2 separate regions of the Triticum aestivum genome follow, and region 2 is linked to region 1. A link is a contact called in public Hi-C data. All regions are on one chromosome and are shown on one strand. Each heading gives the region's core, a stretch centred on a gene start, on an enhancer-like site or on the middle of the called end of the contact. The rest is flanking DNA. Distances are from core to core; before and after follow the strand shown. Region 1 holds the start of LOC123086443 (obtusifoliol 14-alpha demethylase-like). Region 2 holds the start of LOC123086444 (coiled-coil domain-containing protein SCD2).

Region 1 (6,012 bases), core at 1,376-3,875:
CTTGAGTTCAGTAACACGTAGCTTGCAGTGCAATCGCTTGGGTTCAGTAGGCGAACGCCTTGCTCGAGTTTAATTAGAGCCCAACGCCTCGCACCCACGCGCGTACGTGTACGAGAGAAACGCGCATCGCTCGGCCCCGACCACCTATCGTAACCGGGAACTCCCCGATATTTTCCTCGCCCTCGCTTCTACCACGGTTTTTCCCGTCATGGACGGCCCAAAGAATGTCATGCAGCCGCGTCTCCGGCCCGCCCAAGACGAAAATCCCATTTTTTGTCATGATTTTTTGTCATAAAATTAGGAGCCCGCCACATCTATGATGATACCGGATTTTGTCATAATTATCGTCATAGAAGTGTCATAAGCATGACAGAAAAAAATTCGTTCGGCCCAAAATGTCACGGATGTGTCTTTTTTTATAGTGAAGGTAAAGTTCCATGAAGAGTTTTCCAGACAAATATTTTTACCTTTGTCGAACAGTCCAAGCTCCAAATTCTTTGCCACACACTTCCGACATGCATTGTTCCTTGTCCATTTGGTCGACGTAGGTTACCCCCAAATTTGTGACCCCAGTCAACATAATATGCAGATTTCATGGAAAACCTAATTTTTTTGTCATACCCCATGCAACAAAGTCCTCCACATCATAATTGAGAAGTAGAATGGCTAAGCTTTAGTGAACATCCACCTGCTAGAAGGTTTTCCTCACCAATTCCTCATCCCACTGGTTAGTACTAGGATCAATCAAGTCCTTTGCTTTTGATATGATATGGTTGCCATGTACAATAACAACTTTTATGTTACATGAACCATGAATCAATGGGTCATCCCATATATTGATTTCTGCCCATCACCCACTCTCCAGATGCACCCATGTTTCAGAGTGTTCACCCCTGCCATAATACTTTGCCTAGTGAAGGAAGCTCCCTTTTCTAATTTAGCATTGAGCAAATCTCCATCAGGAAAATACTTTGCCTTCAGAACAGTACCGCACAAAGAATCTGGATTATCTATTAACCTCCATGCTTATTTTGCTAGAAGAGCCAAATTAAAACGGTGGATGTCTCTAAACCCCATACCTCCTTTGCACTTCGGCCACACAATTTTCACCATGCCATTCAATGCATTCTCTTTTGGTTATCACCGCCCCCACCAATAGTGCGACATCGACCTCACGTCCACCAGCACAGGCAGAAGATAGGTCGCGGACTCCTCTGGGGATGAGTAGGGCGTCTGAGGTGGCAGGGCCTTATGTCCCAAGTGGGTCGGTCCGTCTCCCATGTCCTACTCTTACTCACTGGAGACCGGACCTTCACTTCACGGGTCTTAAACCCCATCTGCGCTCATGGAGACGGCGAGGACGTGGTCGCCGATGCGGAATACAAAGGAAGTGGACGACGGGCGTCGCCGTATGATAGGTTTAGGTTCGGCCGCTCTCCCTTTTTAAAGAAAAATGTCCTAATTGTAATGAATGTGTTCCTGTTTATATGGAAATTTGTCGGATTTGCATGAATTACGTCCGGTTTATTTAAACCTTGTTTGAAATGTATGCGAGTAACATTGGATGGCTGGCTCCCGTATCCATATCCACGGAGTAGTACCCCCTATCCGCGGACAGATGCGGGAGAAAATTTGGGGATCAGTGTTGAAGATACCCTTAATGGGTTGTAACTACTCCCTCCGTCCGAAATTAGACGACGCTCAAACGGATGTATTTAGGTGCATTTTAGTGCTTGATACATCCATTTGTGCGTCAACTAATTCCGAACGAAGGAAGTATTTAAGAGGAAGTGTCCTCGTCGCCATCATCTCGTCGACCCGACCACAAAATCAAAACTAATAGCATATAGAGCCGGACTCCCCAAATTAATTGGGCGGACGCAAGGCCACCAACCGGACATGAGAGAAGGAATTTTTTTGACCTAACTGGACCCCTCAAAGCTCCTTAAATGTCCGGGCTGTCTGGCGCTTCTCATACTGGCCTCGTATATGGGATGAGTCTGAAGAGTGTCACGTCAATGGTCCTGCGCCCGCCGCGTATGATTTGACCCACCACGGAGCATCCTTTTTCCTTTCTTTATTATTTCTTTTCTTTCCCTCTCTTTCTTCACCAATCATATGCATGTGAGCGTACCTATAAAGAAAAAAGTGAAAAATATGAGTGCAGACAAATAGGAAGTCAAAACAAACACATCCGGATACTAACTAGGCGCGTCCACATATGTTTGAGGGCCGCCCAATCGGACGGCCGTAGATGCCCCAAAAGAAATAAGAACCTAACAGTAAAACTGAAAAATGAAAGGAGTGAGTCTCCACTCTCCTGGCTACCTATGAGGTGGGTCTCCACCCTTCTGGGCTCTGGCTGCCGACGAGGCCGCCGGACGAGAGAGAGAGAGAGGAGTGAATCCTTGGGTGACGGCTAATGCTAGGAAAAGGCGACCGTGGACACAAGTAAAGCGTCCAGTCCCCCCAACACAGAGGATCCCGAGCACAACTGTCTTCTTCCACATCACTAGGTCCACCTGGGCGACTAGAAACAGCAGAGCATAGCTAGCAGACACGCACAAGAGACAGCCATGTGGGGCCCGAGATACAGACTGTGCGTGCATCCTTCCTTCATCCTCCTCCACCACCACTCCTCCCCTCCCCTGTTTCCGCTCCGCCCCCGGTAAACCCCCATCCCGTCCCGATCCCCACACCACCCCTCCCCGGAGGAATCTTTGCTCCCTCCCACTTATATAAACCCCTCTCCGCCACTCCACTCTCCCAGATCTACATCCTCCCTCCACCCCGTCTCGCCGGCCGCCCGGCCGCCCCCCAATCGTGCGTCGGACGAGGTGCGTACCCAGTTTGTCGTGTCTTCGATACAACCGAAGCTCCTCCCACCCTCTTTCTATCCATTTCTGCGATCGATCTAACCCACGCGAGCATCCCCGGCTGCTCTCCACCAGGCCACGGCGATGGATCTCCTCGCGGCCGCCCGGCCCCAGTGGCTCCTCGCCGGCGCAGCGCTGCTGCTCGCCACCGTCGCCTTCCTCAGGGTCCTCCTCGGCCCCGGCGGCGGCGGCAGGCGGGCGCCGCCGATGATCCCGGGGGCGCCCGTCGTGGGCGGGCTGCTGCGCTTCCTGCGGGGCCCCATCCCGCTCATCCGGGCCGAGTACGCCCGCCTCGGCCCCGTCTTCACCGTCCCCATCCTCACCCGCCGGATCACCTTCCTCATCGGCCCCGACGTCTCGGCGCACTTCTTCAAGAGCAACGAGTCCGACATGAGCCAGCAGGAGGTCTACCGCTTCAACGTCCCCACCTTCGGCCCCGGGGTCGTCTTCGACGTCGACTACCAGGTCAGGCAGGAGCAGTTCAGGTTCTTCACCGAGGCGCTCAGGGCCAACAAGCTCCGCAGCTACGTCGACCAGATGGTTGCCGAGGCCGAGGTCAGCTCTATTCTCTTCCTTCCTTCCTTCCCCTGTTTTGTACGTAATTCTCAAGTGAGATGCTTCTTCTTGGGTTTGAATGAGTGCATCATAGTCAGAGGGGAAAACAACACTTCGTATGTGACTTTTTATCCTTACTATGGAATGCGCTAGCAAAGGAAGATGTAGGATGTTTGATGTGCCTAATTTGCCGATGCTTATGTTAATTGAAGATAAATATCAGTGGGGATTTTGATGATTCCAGTGGCCTGCTCGGTCACCAGTATTCATTTGAATGCAAATATGCATTTCGCGTATGATCAGAACTTAGAATAATGTGTTGCATGCATAGGTTTGATATATCTGGATTTCTGGATCAAAGGAAATATTTGGTAATACAATTGTAGCGAACCGTGGTGAGTAAGAGAAATCAATGCTTGCGGCAAGTTCTCCAATACAATAGTAGCACTGGAGTACCATAACTGAAGCTTGTTATTCCAGTGCCTAGTTGGCTAGTTGCTTGTTTTGCAAGCATTTTTGTGTCTTTTTTTTTTAGCATTTTTGTGTCTGAAAGGTGAAAATTATGATATAGTATGATACTAGAATCACAGTGTCAACCATTTCTCTCTATGTAAGTAGCATTTATCGTCGTAGTTTATTGAACTATGCTTGCTCCAATTTTGGCATCCTGCACAACCAACAGTCGGTCTAACTTGTCTTGCAAAGTTGTATGGAAATGTAAGTGTGCACTTCTGATCAGAACCTTGTAAAAAGCTTGACTCGGGCCTGCATTTAAGGACTCCTTATGAACTCGCTGCTGAAACAGAACAAGTTTTATGTAAGCATTAACATGAACAGCATGGTTTGTTAGTATACACCTGTACACATACTGCAGCGGGAGATCTGCAGAATCTCACCTCCCTTGCAACTAGTTTCATAATACTGATTGTCACCCTTATTTACAATGACAAGGTTTGCTACATTTTCTATACAGCCTATGCTGCTATATGACCAGTATGATATTTTTTATAGAAATCATTGTCATCCTAATAGTAAACAAAGAGTTTGCACAAATAACATGGGTCATCTTCTCAATCAGTTGCTCCACATTTGATTTAACATTTGCTATTCTTCCATGCTAGCATTTAATTTGTTTGTCAAGATAAGTCATATATGCTATTCAATTATTTTTGTTGTTGTATAGGTTCGTTTGTTCTGGCCATTTTTTTGGGTGATTAATATCATCTGTGAATCCAATCCACCTGCAGGAGTACTTCTCAAAGTGGGGAGAAAGCGGCACTGTGGATCTGAAGTATGAATTGGAGCACCTCATCATACTGACTGCTAGCCGATGCTTGTTGGGAAGGGAAGTGCGAGAAAAGTTGTTTGATGATGTTTCTGCTCTCTTCCATGATCTTGACAATGGGATGCAGCCAATCAGTGTCATCTTTCCCTACCTCCCAATCCCTGCACACCGTCGCCGTGACCAGGCACGGACACGTTTGGCGGAGATCTTCGCCACCATCATCAAGTCCCGCAAGGCCTCTGGACAGTCCGAGGAAGACATGCTGCAGTGCTTCATTGATTCCAAGTACAAGAATGGCCGCCAGACCACAGAAAGTGAGGTGACTGGGCTACTTATCGCAGCCCTGTTTGCTGGACAGCACACTAGCTCGATCACCTCAACCTGGACTGGGGCCTACCTGCTCAAGTTCCAGCAGTACTTTGCAGAGGCTGTAGAGGAGCAGAAGGAGGTCATGAAGAGGCATGGTGACAAGATCGATCATGACATCTTGGCAGAGATGGATGTCCTCTACCGGTGCATCAAGGAGGCGCTCCGGCTCCACCCGCCGCTGATCATGCTGCTTCGCCAATCACACTCTGACTTCAGCGTGACCACGAGGGAAGGCAAAGAGTTTGATATCCCCAAGGGCCACATTGTCGCAACATCTCCTGCTTTCGCTAACAGGCTCCCCCATATCTTCAAGAACCCGGACTCGTATGACCCTGACCGGTTTGCGGCTGGGAGGGAGGAGGACAAGGTTGCGGGTGCCTTCTCGTACATCTCCTTTGGGGGTGGCAGGCACGGGTGCCTCGGTGAGCCCTTCGCGTACCTGCAGATCAAGGCGATATGGACACACCTCCTGAGGAACTTTGAGTTTGAGCTGGTCTCACCGTTCCCTGAGAACGACTGGAATGCGATGGTCGTCGGCATCAAGGGCGAGGTAATGGTCAACTACAAGCGGCGGAAGCTCGTCGTCGACAACTAGAGAGCGGGTGGTCCCATAGGGGACGTGGGGTGTTTGCTTCTGTATTTCTTCCATTTACGTTTTGTTGTCCGCACGCCAACCTGTAGGGTATATCTATCTTCACCATTGTTTAGGGTACTGTGATTTGCTTCCAGTGATTTAGCCGTGTAGCATCAGAATGTTGTTTCTCTTTCCTTTCATCTTTGCTGTTGTCCACTCTCTTAGACGGGTTCAGACATAAAATGTGAACAGACAACACTATGTAAGGAACACAACAACTGTGACAGTTCATTCAAAATGCACTTCTTGCTTTTGCTCACTGAAATGTACCTTTGTGTATTACTGTAGCTTTT
Region 2 (6,012 bases), core at 1,130-3,629, 530 kb before region 1:
GTTACCAGGCACCAACTTGCACATTATAACAGAAAATGCATTAGGCAAGTTGCACCCATGTTTTCAGAGGTAATATTGGTTTGTTTCAGAAAAACAGAAGTGGTGTTGGCAGTACAGCACTACAATTCAAGCAAAACAAATTATCTCAGAAGCATATTCAGTTACCTTCTTTCTCTAGGTGTCCCATTGGGCACCTCCACAGCTTGTAGAGGCCTCACATTAGCCCCAACAGGTGGTACAAAACTTGACCTTCCTGTTGATTGTGCGCGATTTGCTACACCAGAGTCCACACCGTTCCGACCTAACTAGGTAAACGAGGACAAATATAATAAGCCGGCCAATTCATAGAACTGAAAACTGAAATTCTGAAAAGCACATCATCCTTCAATTATTATAATCAGGTTATCATGCACATGCATCAATAGTTCAGTACTTAAAGACAATCAAAAGTCAAATCAAGTTTTCCATCCGTTTACTTTTTTACCATTCAGCATGAAGCACAACAAGCTTAAATTCTACCAAAAAGAAACATCAAATGCAGCACCACCATGAAAACAACCTACCAACTACAATTCCTGTTATTGACAAACAAAAACATTAGGTGACAAACAATTCTGCCGATTTTTACATCAACATCGATGAATTTCAGATCTTCAGGGGAGATTTCTCAGCCTTCAGACCAGCTCCAACTCTGACCATTCTTGGTCCTCTCCACATCGCTCTGGCTGATTTGGTATAATCTGTTGTTCACCCACGATCAATGCCCGCGGATCATGAAGCGGCTCTGGACTTATACGTGCACTTCCAAGCTCAAGGGATTTGCTTGCCTCCTAATTAATGACAGGCTGAACACTAGGGACATTATGGAAATGAAAAACTGACAAGTTTCTGATAGCAACAGGTGTGTTCTCCACTCAGGCAACATGGTTGAAACTCGTGATCTTCTCCTTGGTTCGTGCCCTTTCGGACAATCTTGCTGGGGTAGGATGGATCTTCAAATGGGTGGTGGCAGCAACTTCAACCAGGAGAGATTTTCAGACAAAATGAGCTCTACCACTTAAACCCCTGATGCAGTTTGTATGCTTTGTCAACTAAATGCCCCCCTTACCTGCTAGCACTGCTATGGAAGAAATTTGCCTCGGTTTATAAAAGAAATTATGTTTAGCCTAGTTTGAGCAAATTGGTTCACAGTAAATTCCAAGAAATTGGTGCGATTGATCATCGTTGACATTACTTATGGCCGGTGAGTTGCTCCTGCTACGGCCTCCGGTGAGTATTGACTCCAGCGGCTTTGGCAACGCCACCGGCTCCTCGCCTCCATCCTCACTCCCTCGGCTGCTACCCCACCCGACACTCTCCACATCGGCCTCCAGCTCGGGCTCGGCAACAATAGCATTCACAACGGCCTCCCCACTGCCCTCCCGCCTCGATCGCCGGCTCGGTGGTCTGACAGCCAACACCTCCACGGCCGGCTCAGCAACAATAGGATTCACAGCGTCGTCCCCGCTGCCATCCCGCCTCGATCGTCGGCTTGGTGGTCTGGCAGCCAACGCCTCCACCGCCGGCTCAGTAACAATAGGATTCACCACGGCATCCCGACTGCCCTCCCGCCTCGATCCTCGGCTTGATGGTCTCGCGGCCATCGCCTCCGCCTCCGGTGCCGCTTCCACGCGCCTATCCGCGCTCGAACTCCGCGCTCCGCGTGACAGCTGCTGCAGTGGTGTCTCCTCCTCCACGGCCGACGCGACGTCTGGCTGCGCCTCGACGACCCTCCCAGGAGGCGCGCTGAGACGGCCGCTCTCCCTCCGCGGGTCTCTCATCCGCACCGGCGCCTCCGACTCTTCCTCCCGGCCGCGAGTGCTTGCAGGTCGCGCCCCTCGAGCGTCCCCGGTGCCGCGACGCGAGCGCGCGTCGTCCGCGTAGCCCATGTCCTCCCCGCCGCGTACCCCCCGAGCGTTGCCGACGTCCTCGGTCACGCTTCCCTCGCGCCGCAATCGCGTGGGGACGTCGTCCCTCGCGCCGGGGTCATGAGGTCCGCCGCGCCTCCGCGAGGGAGAGTCAGACGACGGGGCCGCAGGAGGCGTCGCGTTGCGGCGGTAGCGCTGGAGGTTGGGGAGCGGAGCTTCGATGATCATGCTGAACTCGCCCGCCGCGCCCGCGTGGGCCATCATGACCTCCTCCATGCGCAACATGGCCTCCCGCGCCGCAGCCGCGCGCCGGGGATCCGACGCCGCGGCGGCGGGTCGTGGCCTCCGGGCGGGGCCGACGCCGCTGGCCCGGCCTGCGTCCATTTCTGTAGCTTTGACTTTTGTTTGACTCGTTCTCCTCTCTCTCTCTCTCTCTCTCTGCCCTCAGAGCCTCGCGTTTGGGTCGGAAAGAGAGGGCAGGTTGGAAATTTGGCGTTGACGGACGGGAAGGCTGGCGGCGGCGTGACACGCGAGCGCAGTGGGCGTGCGACTCGAGCAAAAGGACGGAGCGACCAGGTCAGCTCGGGTGCGGAGGCCCATTGGGGGACGCGCGATGAGGCCTGGTCCAGACGCTCGGGCCATGCTGGCCTTGTGCGCATATGGCACAGCGGCAGCGGCCGGATGGATTTTTTTTTTGAAAGGACCAATGAAAGAATTCTGATGCGTTCAGCCAGCAGGAAATCAATCCACCGAATGAAAAAGAGAGCACCTATGGCGACTGAATATTTTTGGAAGTCTCAGCTTATTCTAAGTGGACCGTTGTGTTATTGTCACTCCTACCACTGGCGAAGCTACAACAAGGCCAGGGCCCGTCCAGCCCATGGCCGAAACATTGAAGAGTATATGTAAAATAATGCTTTTTGAGAAATAAATATTTGTTTCCCTTTAGCTTGGCCCACTCAACCATATTTGGTAGCTTCACTATTTTCTTGTACCTTCAAGACATAATTTCTTCTCCCCATGACCCTTCCTCTCCCCGTACGGACTGCTATCCCCCTATCTTGCCTCATGTGTGGTCTTGTCCGAGCTCTCGCCGGCAATGGCCATGTTATCATCATCTTGAGCTCGTGTGGTGTCTAATCCAAGAGAAAATCAAAATGAACAGCCCCCATCTGTACCAACGAAACCTCGTCCTCGCCTACATTGGTCGTGCCATCTCCGTTGTCGATGAAGTCCTGGGTTGACCTCGTCGTGGATGCCACAACCATTAGCGTCGCCCTATCTCAGCCTTGAGACTTTGTGTTGTTGCTTCCATGCGGAATCGGCCAATCTAAACCTTATTTTCAGGCAACTGTGGAGTCTTGTGCGCCCAATTATTTGAAATTTTTCGTGAGGTCTTACATAATGCTAATAATTCTAGGGAATCAAGTACACAATTCTAAGGAATCCGGTACCTCAGGGAATGCTAAACATAGAAATAATCCCGTGGATGAAAATCTCCTAGGACTCATCCAAAACAAATGAGCAGTAATAGTAAAGATATCTTTGTAATGATAAAGATAATCTTTATTTTGAAAGCAATGGTTTAAATAGTTGAGAAAATGATTTCTTTCTTCCTCAGTTACAAGGACGCATCCTTCTCTTATTTTGTGGCGTGTCATGTACCGTGAGAATGCGATCCACCGGACCACATGGATGAACTTGTGGAGAGCTTTTTCTTCGTGATGGCCGGCCGATCGATGCCGATTTTCCCATTAAACAAAGTCAAAAAGGTCAGAGTGAATAAGGGCACGCATTAATGAGCCGCGTTGACCGTGCATGGATTGCGTGGCATCGACCAGACCGCCTCGGGATTCCCGTGTGATTTACTTTTGGGTTCCCTAAGCTACTGCTAAGCTCTGACTATTTTACTGGTATACCGCGTAGATCAAGCAGATTAGCAGAGCATAATTTTCGCTGGCAGAAATGCAACTGTTCATAGTACTACTCTCGAGCATTTCTTTCTTTCTAATAGCTTTCTACGTAGAAATTAAGCCGCATATGTCTGGGCTAATCAAATTTCCGGAGCAAACACACACGGTTCGAGTGATCGAAACTTCCTCCGAGCAGAACTCAACCAGAGAAAGCTTGCGCCTCTATATCGCCTCCCTGATTTCTCTGCAGCGAAGGGATTTCTGGGAGTGTTCCGTTATGTCTTACTATTTCCGCCTAATTAACCTCTTGCCAAAGATTAAAACTGAAACGCGGGCAGCGCTGGAAAGGAAATGTTAGCAAGTACTAATTAGCAGTAAATACATACCTTGGGCAACGCCATCCCGAAGAACTTGTCCTTGACGCCGCCGGCGCTCTTTGCAACGTACCCGTGCAAGGGGCTCCGGCCGCCGCCGTAACGCCCGTTGGTGCTGCCGTCGTCGTCTCCGTACCCGTTCTCGTCGGAGTCGGAGTCTGCGGCGGCGACTCGCGCGCCTGGGCGCGACATGACATGCGCCAGCGCCGCCGCGGCGCGCGCCTTGGACCGCGCCGCCAGAGGGTGTACCGGTGACGACGTGGCTGGACCCAGGGGGTGTGCCGGGGACGCCGGGGCGGAATACATCTCCGCTGGCGAGCGTCGCCGGCCGTATGTTGGGCTCCCTGCCCGCCGCCAGTCCATGGCTTAAGTCGACTCACCGTAGAGTAATGCCCTTTGTGTGTACTACGAGAGAGGGGGATATTAGGGAGCACTATCCCTACTCAAGAATGAGAAAGATGGTAAGACTGTATGAGAAGGTAGCGTCGGATCAGGAAAGTATAAATGTCAGGCCCAGGCCCATGGGCCTACAGTGACTCAAGAAGACAGAGGCATGGCCAAGTGAGCCCACTTACTACTAGAAAAATGGTTCCCCTCTCGTTAGGGTTTAACTCCTCTCGGCGGCGGCGATTGTTTTCGCCCCCACGTAGAGATCGATCTCTCCCCCTCCCCTACCTCTATCGCCGGCGTCGCTCGGCGCCCTCGGGGCTCCGCTTCCTGGCGGTGGAACAGGGATCGCTGGGATCTTACCGCCCGCGGTTTCATCAACTCTCGAGCGAGAGAACTATGGCTGACGCTGCTTCTGGATCGGGCGGTCTCACGTCTGACCTGGAGGCGATGATGGAGGAACTTGGACTCAAGGAAGCCGATCTCCAAGATGTGGTGATCGAAGATGAGGAATTACCGCCGGAGGCGACCCGCTGGATGGCGATAGCTAGGGTTCATACGGATCGAACCTATAGCCAGTACTGGTTCTTCAGGAACATGAGGGCGGCTTGGGACCTGGCCAAGGATGTGAAAATCAGGCCGCTCGAGGACAATCTATACACGCTGCAGTTTGCATGCCTGGGAGACTGGGAACGTGTGATGCAGGATGGGCCGTGGTCTTTCAAGGGCAGGGCTGTGGTTTTGGAACCATATGACGGCTACACAAAACCTTCGTCAATTGATCTAACCAAGATAGAGATATGGATCCAGATCCACGACTTTCCTGATGGTTTCTTCTCAAAAATCAAGGCTCTATCTTCAACAGTGGGCGAATTCATATACGCCGAACCAATGTCCCAGGATTTCGAAGGGAATTTTGCTAGAGTTTGGGTTAAGATAGATGTTACTAAACCTCTGAAGAATGCAGTTTATTTGGTGGTGAAGAAGAAGGATACAATGCAGAGAGAGATATTCAGGGTGAAGTATGAACGACTCCCTGACTGGTGTGCGGTGTGTGGTTATCTCGGACACCTTTACAAAGAGTACGAAGATGGAGTCCATGCCCCAAAGGACCTATTTTTCAAGGATTTAAAAGCCTCTTGGTTCAAGGGACCAGGTAGAGGGCCAGGTGAAGGAAGAGGAGAGAATGAGGGTTCGGGATCTCGGGGTGGAAGAGGCAATGGCCGATCTGGCAGAGGCCGAGGTCGTGGATCCACACCAACATCAGCAAAAGCACGGGAGACTGGCGAGTACAAGCATGACCAGGACATCTCCATGGAGGACAGAGAAAGAAATAGAAAGAGAGGAGCCGCGCTGACGATCTTAGACTCGTCATCTGTGAAGTCGGCTGTCCCAGAAACAACAACACAGCAACTGCTGCTACCGCCGCCT

What was found. A called contact is a pair of places that touch in the nucleus more often than the background predicts.
Region 2: a contact with region 1 is called in a Hi-C map of leaf, with 3 times the contacts expected there. The contact joins the promoter of LOC123086444 here to the promoter of LOC123086443 in region 1. A contact is called at or near these places in 2 of 5 Hi-C or Micro-C datasets (both in leaf).

What each region holds. Positions count from the first base shown.
Region 1 is chr4A:472,083,433-472,089,444 of IWGSC CS RefSeq v2.1, reverse strand. LOC123086443 (obtusifoliol 14-alpha demethylase-like) reads left to right here and starts at 2,625. Exons shown (of 3, transcript XM_044508207.1): 1 at 2,625-2,837; 2 at 2,952-3,431; 3 at 4,679-5,978. The coding sequence starts at 2,961. The coding sequence ends at 5,680.
Region 2 is chr4A:472,611,511-472,617,522 of IWGSC CS RefSeq v2.1, reverse strand. LOC123086444 (coiled-coil domain-containing protein SCD2) reads right to left here and starts at 2,379. Exons shown (of 16, transcript XM_044508208.1): 1 at 1,235-2,379; 2 at 166-301. The coding sequence starts at 2,291. LOC123086445 reads right to left here and starts at 4,646. Exons shown (of 2, transcript XM_044508209.1): 1 at 4,207-4,646; 2 at 3,281-4,064. The coding sequence starts at 4,557. The coding sequence ends at 4,020.